2 separate regions of the Mus musculus genome follow, and region 1 is linked to region 2. Evidence: chromatin contacts called from public promoter capture Hi-C data. All regions are on one chromosome and are shown on one strand. Each heading gives the region's core, a stretch centred on a gene start, on an enhancer-like site or on the middle of the called end of the contact. The rest is flanking DNA. Distances are from core to core; before and after follow the strand shown. Region 1 overlaps Gm40121 (a long non-coding RNA gene). Region 2 holds the start of 4933431E20Rik (RIKEN cDNA 4933431E20 gene).

Region 1 (6,470 bases), core at 1,592-4,091, 180 kb before region 2:
TTACTTTTTCTCTTTACAATTGTTCTTATTGTAAATATCTCATAACAACAAAAATTCCTAATTTCCTCCTTCTCTCCTTTGAGTCATAAGATTATACATTCAAACATACTTAGTATATTATTGCTGTTATTTTGAACAAACTGTTACCCATAAATCAACTAAGATTTTTTACATTGAAGTTTTAACTACCTTGACATTAATTGTTTTAATCACACAAACAGAGCCTCCTTTTCTGGGGCTCTTCCTTTTGTCAGGTACGCCTGTCTGTGACCTGTGCCCCTATATTCTTGTCTTTGAAGAGCTTTTTAACATTTCAAGTAAGGCAGGCAACACATTTCCTGGTTTTGTCTTAAGCAATCTATTTCTTCTTCACGTTTTTTTTTTTTTTTTTTTCTGATTCCAGATGGAATCTTGAATGTGGCCCAGGCTTATCTTGAACTCCCAAGTTCAAGTCACCTGTACCTGCCTTTGCCTTCCGTTGCTGGGGCTCCAAGGCATATACCTCAGTACCCACTCTGTTCACTTTCGGAGCCTCCTTTCTCACAATTCCAGACTGTCTTTTCCTTCCCCCTCAGCGTAGTAAGCATTTCACATCACACTTTTCTCATTTGCTTGGTTTTGGAGGAATTCCTGTCTTCACTCCTGTGTAGGTAAGGCTTCTTTTCCCCTGATGTTTAAATATCCTAGGTGTGGTTTTTGTTACTGTTGGTGTTGGTGTATTCATTTCCCTCTATATCTCAGATGGGGTGTGCTAGTGAAAGGAGTGCTGAGAAAAAGGCCATTTGGTGTACATGCATGTAGATAGTGGGAGTGAATACTCAGTAACATGCCAGATAATTCAGCCTGGTGTTGGAGCTATGAGCTCACAGGGCTTCTTAGTCTCTGCCCGCACACCTCTCACTGAACGACAGAGAGGAGTTGTGCTGTCACTGAGTAATTCCCTTCTTTCTGTTATTAGACTCTGGAAAAACTTCATTAGGACTGCCCTCAAGGGACCTATTTTCCCTCGAGGGCAGTCCTAACACACTGTTCTCTGGCCTTGGTATTTCATAATGCCTGTTCTTCCCCAGAAGTATCAGATTTTTTTTTTCCTCTAAAACAGTGGTTCTCAACCTTCCTAATGCTGCAACCCTTTAATACAGTTCCTCATGTTGAGGTGACCCCCAACCATTAAATTATTTTCATTGCTACTTCATAACTGTAATTTTGCTACTGTTACGAATCAAAGTCTATATTTTCCGACGGTCTTAGGTGACCCAAAGGGGTCACAACCCACAGGTTGAGAATGCTGCTCTGTAGTCTTTGGGAGAAACTAGAAGCCCCTGGACTAGAAGTAATGAAGATTTCCCCCACTCTGTCCCACTGTCTGGGACCCACTGAAGTCTTCACAGCTTGAGCTGGTTATACACTGAGCACTAACTAGCAAGTCCTCCACTACAATCTAGGCTTTCTTACCCTGGTTCCTGGGAGCTTTCTGCTCCAGTTCTCTGCTGAGTTGTAATTCTCTGTATCTGCATTTCTGATTGTAGGGCGGGGCACAGTTTTCCCTGAGGCTCCTTTGCTTTGAGGGATCTAAGAACACCTGCTGATTTTTCAGTTTGTTCAGACTTTTGCTTTTTGTTTTCCCTTGTTGAGATGAAGTGATGACTCCCCAACTAGTTCCTCACATACTGGATATGAAACAGCTAATTAAAATAATTTAATTGTTAAAATGTTACATTTTATCATATTTTTAAATTTTTTAAATGAACAAGTAAGGAGTTGATCAGTGGGGAGCAGACATAAGGAGTAAGGTGATTTTTCCAAATCTCTGCCACCATTATGTCAAATTCAACATATTTGGAACCCTTTATTTAACCTTCTGTATTAGCTACTTTTGAGTTAGTGTGACCATAACACCTGACAGAAACAGTGTAAGGAGTAGCTTTGGCTTATGGTTTTTAGAGCATTTGAGACTGTGGCAAGGAAGGCATGGCAGAGGGAACTTGTGGCAGAGGCTGCTCATGTCAGTGCTAGGCAGAAAGCATACAGGGACAGAGGATCAGGCATCAGGTATAACCTGCAAAGGCACATTCCTCTTGACCCACACAGCCAGCCATGCCCTATCTTCCATGGCATCCCAAAAGAAGTGTCCCTGGGGAGTAGCATCCAAAGCCTGAGCCTATGGAAGACATTTCCTATTCATCCACAGCACTTACCTGGCTCCCTGTGTTCTTGAGTCTTAGTGCATGCCTGTTGAAATTTCTATCAGCTATCCATGTTCAAAACTGTAACTCATATTTGACACTATTCCTACCTAAAGTTTTATCAGTTGTCATAACATGTCTATTATGCATCTGCAACTTAGTTTATATCTATTTTTCTCTAATCTTCTTGCTCCTTCCATTGTTCTTCATTGCTCCCCAGAATTTTCATAACATCTTCATAAAAGTCAGCTTTGGGCAGGGTGGTGGTGGCAGCATCACTACACGCCTTTAATCCCAGCTCTTGGGAGGGAGAGGCAGGCAGATCTCTGTGAGTCTGAGGCCAGCCTGCCTTACAGAGTGACCAGTACAGTAATTCCTAGACAGCCAAGGCTACACAGAGAAGCCTTGTCTTGAAAAACAAAACAAAACAACAAGAAGTCAACTTTAGAGTCAGAATAACATGAAATTAAACCCTGGCTCTACCACTGTAACTGTCTGGCCTTCAGCACAATACAGTTACCTTTTAAGTGCAGGCACCATCTGCCAAATTGATGCAGCAACACTCAAATTAGGAGATGGCTCTGAGGACTGAAAACCATGTGGGCCAGCACTATGTCTTAAGTGCACTATTAATTTTATTAAGCAAAGCAATCTCTGCAAGACTTTGACCATCTGCTGGGTGCAAAGTAAGTACTTAGCTTTTGATGGCTGCTTTATATGATTATTCTTTACCTGGGTCCCACTGAATTTTACTGATCATTTTAATCATGCCTGTCCCTTGTTCAGAACCTTTCTTTAGTCTCTCTTACCTTTTGCAGTAAACTCAAAGTCCTTTCCCAGGCATTCAAAGCTGTTCCCAATTGTTTCCTTTTCTTTTCAGTTTTACTACTTGCTCACTGCACCCCAGACATACCCTTGCTGTTTTATTTCTCTCTAGTTTATTCGATCTCTCGCCTCTTGCTGGCCCCTGGCTGGAATGCTCTTTCTTCTTCCATGTTGCTCAGTAAATATTTGCTAAGTAACTAGATTGTGTTCTTTGGAAAGACTTTCAGAGAAGCCAGTTGCATCCAACCATATGCTCCTCCTGTGATGGAGACACACAGGGAAAATTATGTTTACTTTTGGCCAGACTCTGTAGGGGAGGCATGTATACAAATGGAGAAGTTTCAAAGAAGTCCCTCCTGTTCTACCACCCTCCTCCTGAATGCCAAGGCTGTAACTGACCGTGCTAGACTCTGCTGTGTCAAGTAACCTCCCGGTCCAGGGTACTGGTACTGATTAGAGCAGTTTTAGCATCCTCTGGAGAGAGTAGAGGACAGCTGCAGCATCAGCAAACATTGCACAGGAATTTAGAATATGTTTCTAAATTTTGCTGTAGTGGAAAAAAAAAGTCTCTGACTAAGATGAGCCTGTGCGCTAAAAGGATGGGTGAAAGGGGCTGAGGCTGCATGGAGCTCTGGCCCGTGGTGCCTGGGGCATCTCTGCTTCTCTTGTGTTTTGAGAATGTATGGTATGAGAAAGTAAATATCTGTCAGGGGCTGGGGAAAGGCAAACCAGCAGAATGTTATCTACTTCTATGCTATCCGGGCCTAACAAGGTCCTCTAAAAGGGAGCTTTACCAAAGACACAGAAGACTTTCTACTTGTGGACTTTTTCCTGGGAGATATAAACACATGTCTACTTAGTCTTGATAGGGCACCAATGGCAGAGCAAAGGAACAGTTCTTCCCTAGTCCGGTATGGGTGATGGTTTCCCCATGGATGTATGGACTTTTACCCTTCAGTGAACTTCTCACTCTTAAGGTGAGAAGGTGTCCCTTTAAGGTTTCCCTTAAGCACCATCTGAAAGTTTGTAGAGCTGGGACAGAAATACACAGAGCAAAGAGGGGCAATACAGGAAGGAATGGCTGGAACCTCAGGTGACCTTCTTATGCCCCTTAGCCCCTTCTTCTAAGAGGAAACATCAACAGGACTCATCTTGAGGGTCACTTGAAAGTAGCCACAGCTATTCTGATTAAGACTGCAGTTAGTATTATGTTCAGAGGGTAGTGTTCCACCAGGACTACAGAATGGGGCGGTTCAGGTGAAGTCTTTCTTCTCTGAGCACTGGGTTCTCATCCAGGGAAGAGCATCTGGTTCAGAACAAGCTTCTTGTTGAAAATGCTAAGACGTGTTTACAACATTTGGAGCGATAAGTGTAGGAGATGACAAACAGGCTTACCCCGCTGAGTAATTTATCAGCATCTTAGCCTATCTTAACTTATACTATCTAGCTTGTTAAAAGGCCTTTAGTTTAATTCCCACAATACACCCAACTTTTCATTTGTTCAGAGAAAGAGATGTGTTTAAGCCTGGAGCAAGCTCTGAAATCAGATGAATTTGACTTTGAAACAGTTTCAACCACTTGCTAGCTCTGTGAGCTTAGAACTTAGAAACATTCTGAAATTTAATTTCCTTGTTTTGATAAGTTGAGTGGCAGTGCTGAGGTTAAGGTTTTTTGTAAATATTTAATAAAAAAAGTGTGTAGAGTGCCCGACAGAGTTGGTACTCAATATTGAATGACTGTTGCCACTATGGTTTCTGGAGTGTTTCCACACCACTCCATTCTCCATCCAAATTGCCTTCTTGAAGGCCATTCAACTACAAATGTGACAGTACTTCACCCTCTCTACTTGCTGTCTCAGTAACTATGAATAATCACAGTGTAGAGCTCAGTGGCAGCCTCATCACATGACCTTCCAGTTGCTATCACTCTCCTGGGTGTTTCTGACTTTAGTACAAGAAACTGATGCTCACAAAAGAACAGGGACTTGCCCAAAGCAAGGGCAGCTTTGGAGTCACAGCTTAAATCCTTGGTTTCCAAAGCACATGCTCTTTCCACTTATCTAAGTTCTACTCACCTCAGACACGAGAGCTCTCTAATTTCTGAACACAATGATCAGAAACACTAGTTGCTTCCTATGATGTTCAGACCCTTTCACTCAGTCTGCCATTGTAAATGCACTTCATTCATTTATTTATTTATTCATTCGTTTGCATTTGCTCAGCAAATGTTTACTGAGTTTGTATTAGGCACCAGGGATCTTAAAATGGTTAAAACAACCCGTATCTTCAAAGAGCTCACTCTCTTGTGGAAAAGATAGACACTTATGTAAGAAATTGGAGAATATGGAACTAGAGGACCCCAGAGTTCAGAATGGTGGGTTTGAAGGTAGGTGTGGCTGTATCAGGTAAGGTTTTAAAAGGAGGCAGTTTGAGTTGATTCATTATGTTGCTCTGTATATTGACCATCTAGAAGTGTGCTTTAAGTTTAAGCAAGTTTTCTATTTTAGGTTCTATTCAAAGCTGTAGGCCTAAACTGAGACACAGTCTCTTCCAGTCTATGCCCTCATGGAATTTACATGCCAACCAGGAAAGAAGGACCATAATTAGTCAAATGCCATTAAAATTGTATGGGTATCATGCCGGAAGAATGTAAGAGCTACTTCGGTGGTAAGGGTGGTCAAGTGGATGTACAGCCATTAAGGAAGTGGTTAATTCCATAGGGCAAAGGTTGTTTTGGAAGTCCAGTTTACTTTAAACATGCTTTGTGTGTTCATTCCTGTCTTGCTGGACTCTCTCTCCACCCCTCTTGAAATTCCTCTGAGGATGTCCCACAGACCATGCCAAGTAAAAATAGCACAGCTAAAGTTACATTGTATTTTACAAAATTTTCCAGGGATAGAAGCTATAATTTAGACCATAATGCATCAAGATAGGATGATGTCTCCATAATTAACAACATCTAAGGAGATGGGTATATTACTAATCACAATCAAACTGTGTATTACATGACCACTATTGCCTTCTATGAAGTGGACATTAGCTCAACATCAAGTCTGGCTCTCCAAATGCATGGCTCTCTTCTAGAAATCATTTCTCAGACCTTGCAAACCTTAGACATACTAGGGAAGAGTACGTGTAGTAAGAGGTCAGAAACTTAGACTACAACAAATGAGTTATACACACTAACTATACATTACTGCATCTGTAGTTCATCATTTTGCACTGCACTAGGATGAGGGCTGAGCAAGGAACACAGCGGCACTGATGACTGCCACTGGATATGAGACATGGCTTTTCTACCAACGGATCAAGGCGGTGCAGCTCATAAGGGCAAGGCAGCTATCGTCCTGTGGAATACATGTTGACAAGGGACTGGAATGAGATTCTCTCCTCCCAGCTCCTGTAGTAGGGGGTTCTCATCATCCTCTCCCCACCTCAGATCTTAGGCTCTTTCTCTGGT
Region 2 (7,211 bases), core at 2,501-5,000:
TCTGGGGACTCAGCTCCATCCGTTCAGGTGTGTCTTGAAGTTCTAATCGCATTGGTGATATAAACTCTGGGGAGTCCCTCACTAGGAACCAGCCCCATCTGAATTGTTTTCTCCCTTCAGATGACTCATTAGAGACCAGCTCGAATACCTCTAAGACCAAGGACCTCTCATGTGCAAGATGGAGTATTTGGTACCCAGTTAGAGCCCCTGGAAGTCCTCTTTCAGTTAGTGGCAAGCCACATATCCTGGATCACAAAGCAAAGAAGATGAACAGGTCCAGACACTGAGGCAAATGGTACCTCATTGGGTTGGAGACCCTCACCGGTTACTATTTATTTTACCCCACACCCTAAGTTGGCATACTTATTCCCAGTCTTACTCCTGATCTCTTTAGTCCCAATCCTGCCAATAAAAAGCATCGTTTAACTTGTTCTATGACCCTCTCCTTGCCATTTATTCTGGACCTGATGGGAACCAAAGCCAAGAGAGAGCAGGGAGTTGGGATGCAAAGCATGAAAGAGCAACAACTCTGCAACTGAACCGAACTGAACCGAACAGAACAGAACGGAACAGAACGGAACCACAGCTAACCAAACCAAGCTAAACTAAACTATAACTGAACTAAAGAGAATTCACTGTAACCTAGAGCCTTTGGGGACTATGGTACATTCTTTCTCCTCTCTAAATAAACTCCAAAATGAGGCTACATGCACCACCTCTGTCCTATGGGGCACGACTCACACCCTAATCCAAAGTTTCTAGTCCAACTGTAGGCACAGCGTGTCACCGAGACAAAGAATACTCTGCTGACAGCTGCAGGCTTTCTTCACACTGGTTGGTGATGCAGAGGAGTCTCGAGTGAGGTATTTTGTGCTCTCCTTGGGAGCTTTGTCTTTCAAGCAATGGTTGTTAGGCAAGTCAACCTTGAGCTCCCTCCCACCTGTCTCTTCAGTGGCAGTACACAGGAACATTGCACTGGGAGGTGACGGTCCTCAGGTCCACTGTGTAAACTCAGGCATGTTGGTCCACTCCTTGGCTCTCTGTCCTAGGGTTAAATGAAGAGTTAGGGCTGTCTATGGCTTGTACTCTCTATTGGTGTATATAGTTTACTTCCGGCTCAAAGCTCATGGAATGAATTCTTCTCCATGGAAGAGAAGCTATGCTTCAATTGAGATACCCTGTTGTTAAGGTTTGCTGTTCTCATGGATTCAAGAGCCCCTAACAGGTTCTTAAGATTGTCCAGGAAATCTCTTTTGGCTGAATTTATCCAAGACTGTAACATCATCCCGAGCTAAATACCTTATTTTCAGATGGACTCTATCATTCACTCTCAACTTCCTGGCCTCACAAAATCCTCAGTAACACTGAGTATGAAAGCAAAACTTTTACCTCAAAGGAAGGGGGTGGGGGGAGAGGGAGGGAAAGGCCTTCAGAGTTGTTAGGGGCAAGGTAGCCAATTCAGAAAAGTTAAGGTCTTCGAATGGAAGGAGCCACTATCCCATTGGCCTTGGCCCATCTTAAAGCTGAAAACCAGGGGAAATCTATAGGATTAGGAAAAAAAATGTGCTCTACCCCAGTGTTCACCTACCTTCATAGAAAAGACTGTGGCAAGGTAAGAGGCTCTAAAGTTAGCCAAGCACAGGGAGCCAGCAAAACTAATGTTTTAGGCCATCCTCAGTCTGCATCCTGGACCATCCAGGGAACTTGAGTGGTCCATCAATCTTCTCCAAGCTTCAATTCCTTGTTCTATAAACTGGGCAGAACACCTAATCACAAAGTTATTTAGCCTGAATTGGGATATATCATGAAACAAGTAGAATACTTAGACTACTCTAGAAGTTTTAGACTCGTGGCTCAAGTTAATTTGTTGCTGGCTTTTGTTTTCTTGGGAGGAATCAACCCAGGCATTATACAGTCACATGTCTCTGTACCATTTCTTCTTTATTTTAGAAAAATGTCCTTTTACAAAGTCTGAAGTTTGAGTCAGTTAAACTAACGGGGAGACATAATTTCCCACACCCAGACTTGGGGCTCCGGGAGGCCTGGTGTCTTAGTCAGGATTTCTATTCCTGCACAAACATCATGACCAAGAAGCAGTTGGGGAGGAAAGGGTTTATTCAGCTTACATTTCCACATTGCTGTTCATCACTGAAAGAAGTCAGGACTGGAACTCAAGCAGGTCAGGAAGCAGGAGCTGATGAAGAGGCCATGAAGGGCTGTTCCTTACTGGCTTGCTTCCCCTGGCTTGCTCAGCCTGCCCTCTTATAGAACCCAAGACACCCAGCCCAGGGATGGTCCCACCCGCAAGGGGCCTTTCCCCTTTTGTGCTGTTTTACTCCACAATATGCTTATCATTTTCCGACTAACTTGTGGATCCTGAGCATCAGAATGAGGTTACCTGGGGCTGGAGAGATGACTCAGCAGTTAAGAGCACCAACTGCTCTTCCAGAGGTCCTGAGTTCAATTCCCAGCAACCACAAGGTGGCTCACAACAGTCTATAGTGGGATCCAATGCCCTCTTCTGGTGTGACTGAAGAGAGAGAGCGACAGTATACTCACATATATAAAATGAATAAATAAATCTTTTTTAAAAGATGAGGTTACCCTTAGTGGAGTTGTGTTTTAAATGTAAGGTACTAAAACAAAAAAATAGAAGACATCTCAATAATTTTCATACTACATTCTGAAACAGTATATATTGGGCTACGTAAGTATACTATGGATTCATTGCCTCCTTAAAAAAAAAAAAACTAGAAGCAAACCATTTAAAAACAATCATATGTCTGTCTTGCATTATACTGCTAGTGAACATTATGATCTAGATCCTATACACTCCCCACAGAGCAGAGAGAAAACACTCACACCCTCTGTCTGTCTGGCTGTCCATACCCTTTGCAACCTGCCCCAAATGCTTAATGTTTTGACTCCTCCCATAAACCAGCCTAACTCGACAGCACCTGCTGTTTATCTTGCATAGCTATTTGTCACCTTTCGGTGTTTGCTCTACCCTCCTCTTTCCTGGAGTGTCCTTTGAGGCATTTCCAATGTGCATGACCTATCCTTTTTCACAGTGGACCTGTTTAGTGTCCCCAGCCTCCCTCAGTCTTCACAGAGCCATTTGTATCTTACATAGAAAATGTTTCTATCCCCAAAGTACCTTATACCTGAATCGTTTCCTACCTCGTAGTTTTATGTGCCAGCTCAACTGTGCAACATGACTCACGCTTCCCGGGTAACTAAGGTCCAGGCCCCCACTGCCAGAAGAGTAGATGAAGCATCAACAGCCCTGGGAGAAGTTCACACCGGAGGATTTCAGGAGCCGCAGCAGCTGCGCCTGCGCACCGCCCACTGACCACGCGGAGGGCGGGTGGAGCATAGAGCGAGAGAGGAGGAGACAGTTCGGTCGCGTCAGCCCGGCCCACAGCGTCCAGTATAAAGTTAGCCGCCCACAGTCCATCGCTGTATCCCCGAAGGGGCTAAGATCGCCCAAAATGTCATCCAAGTCTATGGTTCTGGGTTACTGGGATATCCGCGGGGTGAGTGGTCCCTCGCCAGCCCAGCCTCTGGGACAGAGAGGTGCAGGCGGCCGGGCGGGGGTCAGGGGCCGGTGGGCCGATCTCCAGCCTACCTATGGGGTCCCCAGGACTGTGGGTAGAGGAATAAGGTACTGGAAGTTCCCGGGCGTGAGCGAAGGGGCTGCCTAAGGACAATTTCCCTGGACAGGACGCAGGAGCTTGGCAGCGTTGGGTTGGGGACATTGACGGAGGGGGCCTGCGAGCAAGTGGGCACTGCGCAGGCGCGCTGACCGGGGTCTTTCTCCATCCCCTGCTTTTAGCTGGCTCATGCTATCCGCATGCTTCTGGAGTTTACTGATACCAGCTATGAGGAGAAACGGTACATCTGTGGGGAAGGTAATGAATGTCTGTGGGTGCGCTACAGTTGTTTTTTACCCAGAGGGTTGTACCACACCAAGATGGTGTGGGACCCCCTGCTCCTGTAAGCTGGGAACTTTGCCAAGAGAGGCCCATAGAGTTATCTCTTGCTGTTCAGGCCCATCTTTGCAGAAACTCAAGGGTTAGTTTTTGGGGATTGGGAACTTGAGATAACAGGTCTAAGTCTCAGCTAGGTCGGTAACGGGCTTGGGTCCCACTTCTCTCTTACAGCTCCTGACTATGATAGAAGCCAATGGCTGGACGTGAAATTCAAGCTAGATCTGGACTTTCCTAACGTAGGTGGTTTTGGAGGAGTGGGCAGAAGGGAAGGCCTTCAAGTGTATCTGTTTTCACTTCATCTCTGGCTTGGGAGCATCTAGATAGAGACTCTTCACGTTTATAGAATGGATAGAATTCAAGGGTCATTGAACAGAACTGAGAATAACATTTTATTTCCTACTAACGTCTGAGAAACACTAATATTCTCCTCTTAAAGGCAGGCTATAAGAGACATGAGTTGATAGCCAGGTCTGTGACTTTATCACTGATAGATTCCAGGTATTTTCATGGTATCCTAAATGTATCCTCATGTGTCCTGGTTGTTAAAACACCTATTTTTTTTTTAAATGTATCCATAATCACCCTACTTTTACATACTTTAAGGTATAAAATATTTACATTTTGCTTTTTAAACGTCTATATGCCACACATACATTCACAGTGACACACAGGATTAAGCACCCTTGTCTAGAGTCAGGTGAGGACCCAGTGCTACTTTCTATTTATTTAGTTATTTCTCCTGGCTTCTACTCTCACACACCTTGCAAGTCTTCTCTTTTCCAGAGGAGTGGCGGTCCTGGAGGACTAGGTTCACATTAACTTTCCCCTTCTAGCTGCCCTACCTCATGGACGGGAAGAACAAGATCACCCAGAGTAACGCCATCCTGAGATACATCGCACGCAAGCACAACATGTGTGAGTGGGCTGAAGGGGATAGGAGGGAGGAGGCAGTTGGCTCACCTGGAGGTTGGCAATCCTGAGGGTGATTTGTTGCCATCTGGCTGCAGGTGGTGACACTGAAGAAGAAAAGATACGAGTAGACATCATGGAGAACCAGATCATGGACTTCCGCATGCAGCTGGTTCGCCTCTGCTACAATTCTAACCACGTAAGTTTCCTCATCTGGAATCACCTTTGTTGGGTTTCAGGCCAAAGTGCTAAGGATTATTCTGCTCGCTTCTATGGTTGCCATCTTTCTATCAACCCAAACTGGAAGGATTAGAAACAGACTCTATTTTTTGGTGTGGTTTGTCCTGTAAGTCTGGTGTTAGCTCCTCCTCCTTTCCAAAGCCCCAGCTCTCCATCCTGCCTTCTCCAATTAAAGGCAGAAAGAAGCTGCCTAGAGTGTGTCCATCACTGGTCCAGGCCCTGACTATAGCTATTGGGGGAAGGGGCCAGTGTGTGTAGAAGTCCAAAGACTTCTACATTAATGTGGGACCTGGGAATCAAACTCTATTCACCCCCATTGAGCCATGTGTTGACCCAACAATAGCTATTGCTTTTCTTTCCTAGGAAAACCTGAAGCCTCAGTACTTGGAACAGCTACCTGCACAGCTGAAACAATTCTCATTGTTCCTGGGGAAATTCACATGGTTTGCAGGAGAAAAGGTAGGGAGAAGGCACAGGGAGAGGCTGCCTGCCTGCCTGTCTATCTCTGCAGGTATTGGTGAGTTCCTTAGGCATGACACTTCATTGTCCTCATTCTTTCTAGCTGACCTTTGTGGATTTTCTCACCTATGATGTCTTGGATCAGAACCGTATATTTGAGCCCAAGTGTCTGGATGAGTTCCCAAACCTGAAGGCTTTCATGTGCCGTTTTGAGGTGATGTTCACTACCCCTTTCTCAAAGCACTATGCACAGGCTCCCCTATGGCCTGTAGGCCCCATTGTGCTTGCCCAACAGCAGCAGAGATCAGTGGAGTCAGACAGCATGTTTGCTGTGAGTCTGCTGGGCTGGGTCAGGGTCCTAATAAGACCTGGTATGCTTTTTCTTCAGGCTTTGGAGAAGATTGCTGCATTCCTGCAGTCTGACCGCTTCTTCAAGATGCCAATCAATAACAAGATGGCCAAGTGGGGTAACAAGTGCTTATGCTGAGCCAGAGCTCGCTGCTGCTGAGCCATCTTGCCCTGAGGGGCCCACACTCTTAGCTCACTGTCAGTCTTGTTCCATCCTGTCCTGAGGGCCCCCACTCTGTCTCCTCTGCTCTTTCTAATAAACAGCAGTTGCATTAACTGGTGTCTAGATGGATTTCTTGGCGTAAAGGCCAAAGAAGAATGAGGAGATGTTGAGAGAAAGAGCTGTGAATCCATGCGTAACTGCGTGGACATTCTTTACTCTTTACTCCTCGGCCGAGTTCCAGGGCTTGAAGTCCTCCCCGAGCCTGAGCGGGCACTGGAAGGAGAGGTATTGCCCATTTTGGGTGGCAGGTGCTTTTGAACAGACGTGGAACCTCTGTGAAGCCATGAAGAAAGCCAAGCAAAACTGCGTAGTGCTGACGAATGCAACAGAACTGGAGCTTACCAACGACCCGTGTTGAGCAGGGCAGAGAGCTTAATGTGGTAAAGGTGGCATTTCAAACTGGCCGGCTTGTCAGTAAGTTGAAACAGTTGGTTACTAATTAAAACTTAGAGAGCCCTGTACCTCATGCTAGGCAAGGTACACCTGCTGGCGACCCTGAAGACTGATACAGGTCCCTGAGGGAATAATCTCACTTTTAAAATTCAAATCATATCCCGTGGCCCAGCCACTCTTCCTATGTTAGTGTACTAAAACCACGTGCACCCAAGAAGGTAAATTGTGGTTTCATATAAGAACAAGTAGATGCTGAATAAAAGCTAGGGAATATCATGGCAGGAAGGGCACGAAATGATGTGAGTGCATGGTGATTGTGGAGACACACATTCAGAATGCCAGTGTTAGGGAGGCGGGGACAAGCAGGTTCCTGGAGGTGCACTGCCCAACATCTAGCCAAATAGTTTCTGGCCAGTAAGACACCCTGTCCAGATGGAGAGGCTGGGGATGGAGGGAGGCATGACCCCTGAGGTTGTCCTCCAGCTTCCGTGTGGATGTGAACACGCACATGGGTGTACAGGTGGACGCACAGTGTGCAGTTGAGGGCACACACAGAATAAGCTGTATGAACCAACATGGCTTCATCTGAAGACATCATCAACGTGCAGTGAGGATCAAGATCCCCTCTCAAGGCCCGGTTGGATAAG

The links. Promoter capture Hi-C pulls out the DNA fragments that hold promoters and counts their contacts.
Region 1: a contact with region 2 is called in a promoter capture Hi-C map of embryonic stem cells. The contact joins the enhancer-like site here to the promoter of 4933431E20Rik in region 2. A contact is called at or near these places in 13 of 39 promoter capture datasets (the C10 cell line, the HPC-7 cell line, HPC-7-derived erythroid cells and 10 more), 2 of 484 Hi-C or Micro-C datasets (bone marrow-derived macrophages and colorectal tumor organoids), 3 of 115 datasets of contacts at active chromatin or transcription factors (bone marrow-derived macrophages, forebrain and pancreatic cancer cells) and 2 of 9 other capture datasets (adipose tissue and liver).

The regions. Positions count from the first base shown.
Region 1 is chr3:107,711,315-107,717,784 of GRCm38.p6, forward strand. The region is part of intron 1 of Gm40121 (a long non-coding RNA gene); the gene reads left to right. Among named protein-coding and RNA genes, the nearest start is that of Ahcyl1, 18 kb to the left of the region's middle. Within about 2 kb of position 2,842, at least 22 of the 459 cell types and tissues checked have an H3K27ac peak or open chromatin away from gene starts, as enhancers often do.
Region 2 is chr3:107,892,463-107,899,673 of GRCm38.p6, forward strand. 4933431E20Rik (RIKEN cDNA 4933431E20 gene) reads right to left here and starts at 3,751. Exons shown (of 3, transcript NR_015459.1): 1 at 3,181-3,751; 2 at 1,589-1,766; 3 at 1-1,045. It overlaps Gstm5 (glutathione S-transferase, mu 5), which reads left to right and starts at 3,392. Exons shown (of 8, transcript NM_010360.2): 1 at 3,392-3,536; 2 at 3,836-3,911; 3 at 4,164-4,228; 4 at 4,826-4,907; 5 at 5,000-5,100; 6 at 5,505-5,600; 7 at 5,704-5,814; 8 at 5,989-6,223. The coding sequence starts at 3,492. The coding sequence ends at 6,087. Eps8l3 (EPS8-like 3) reads left to right here. Exons shown (of 19, transcript NM_133867.2): 19 at 121-438. The coding sequence ends at 132.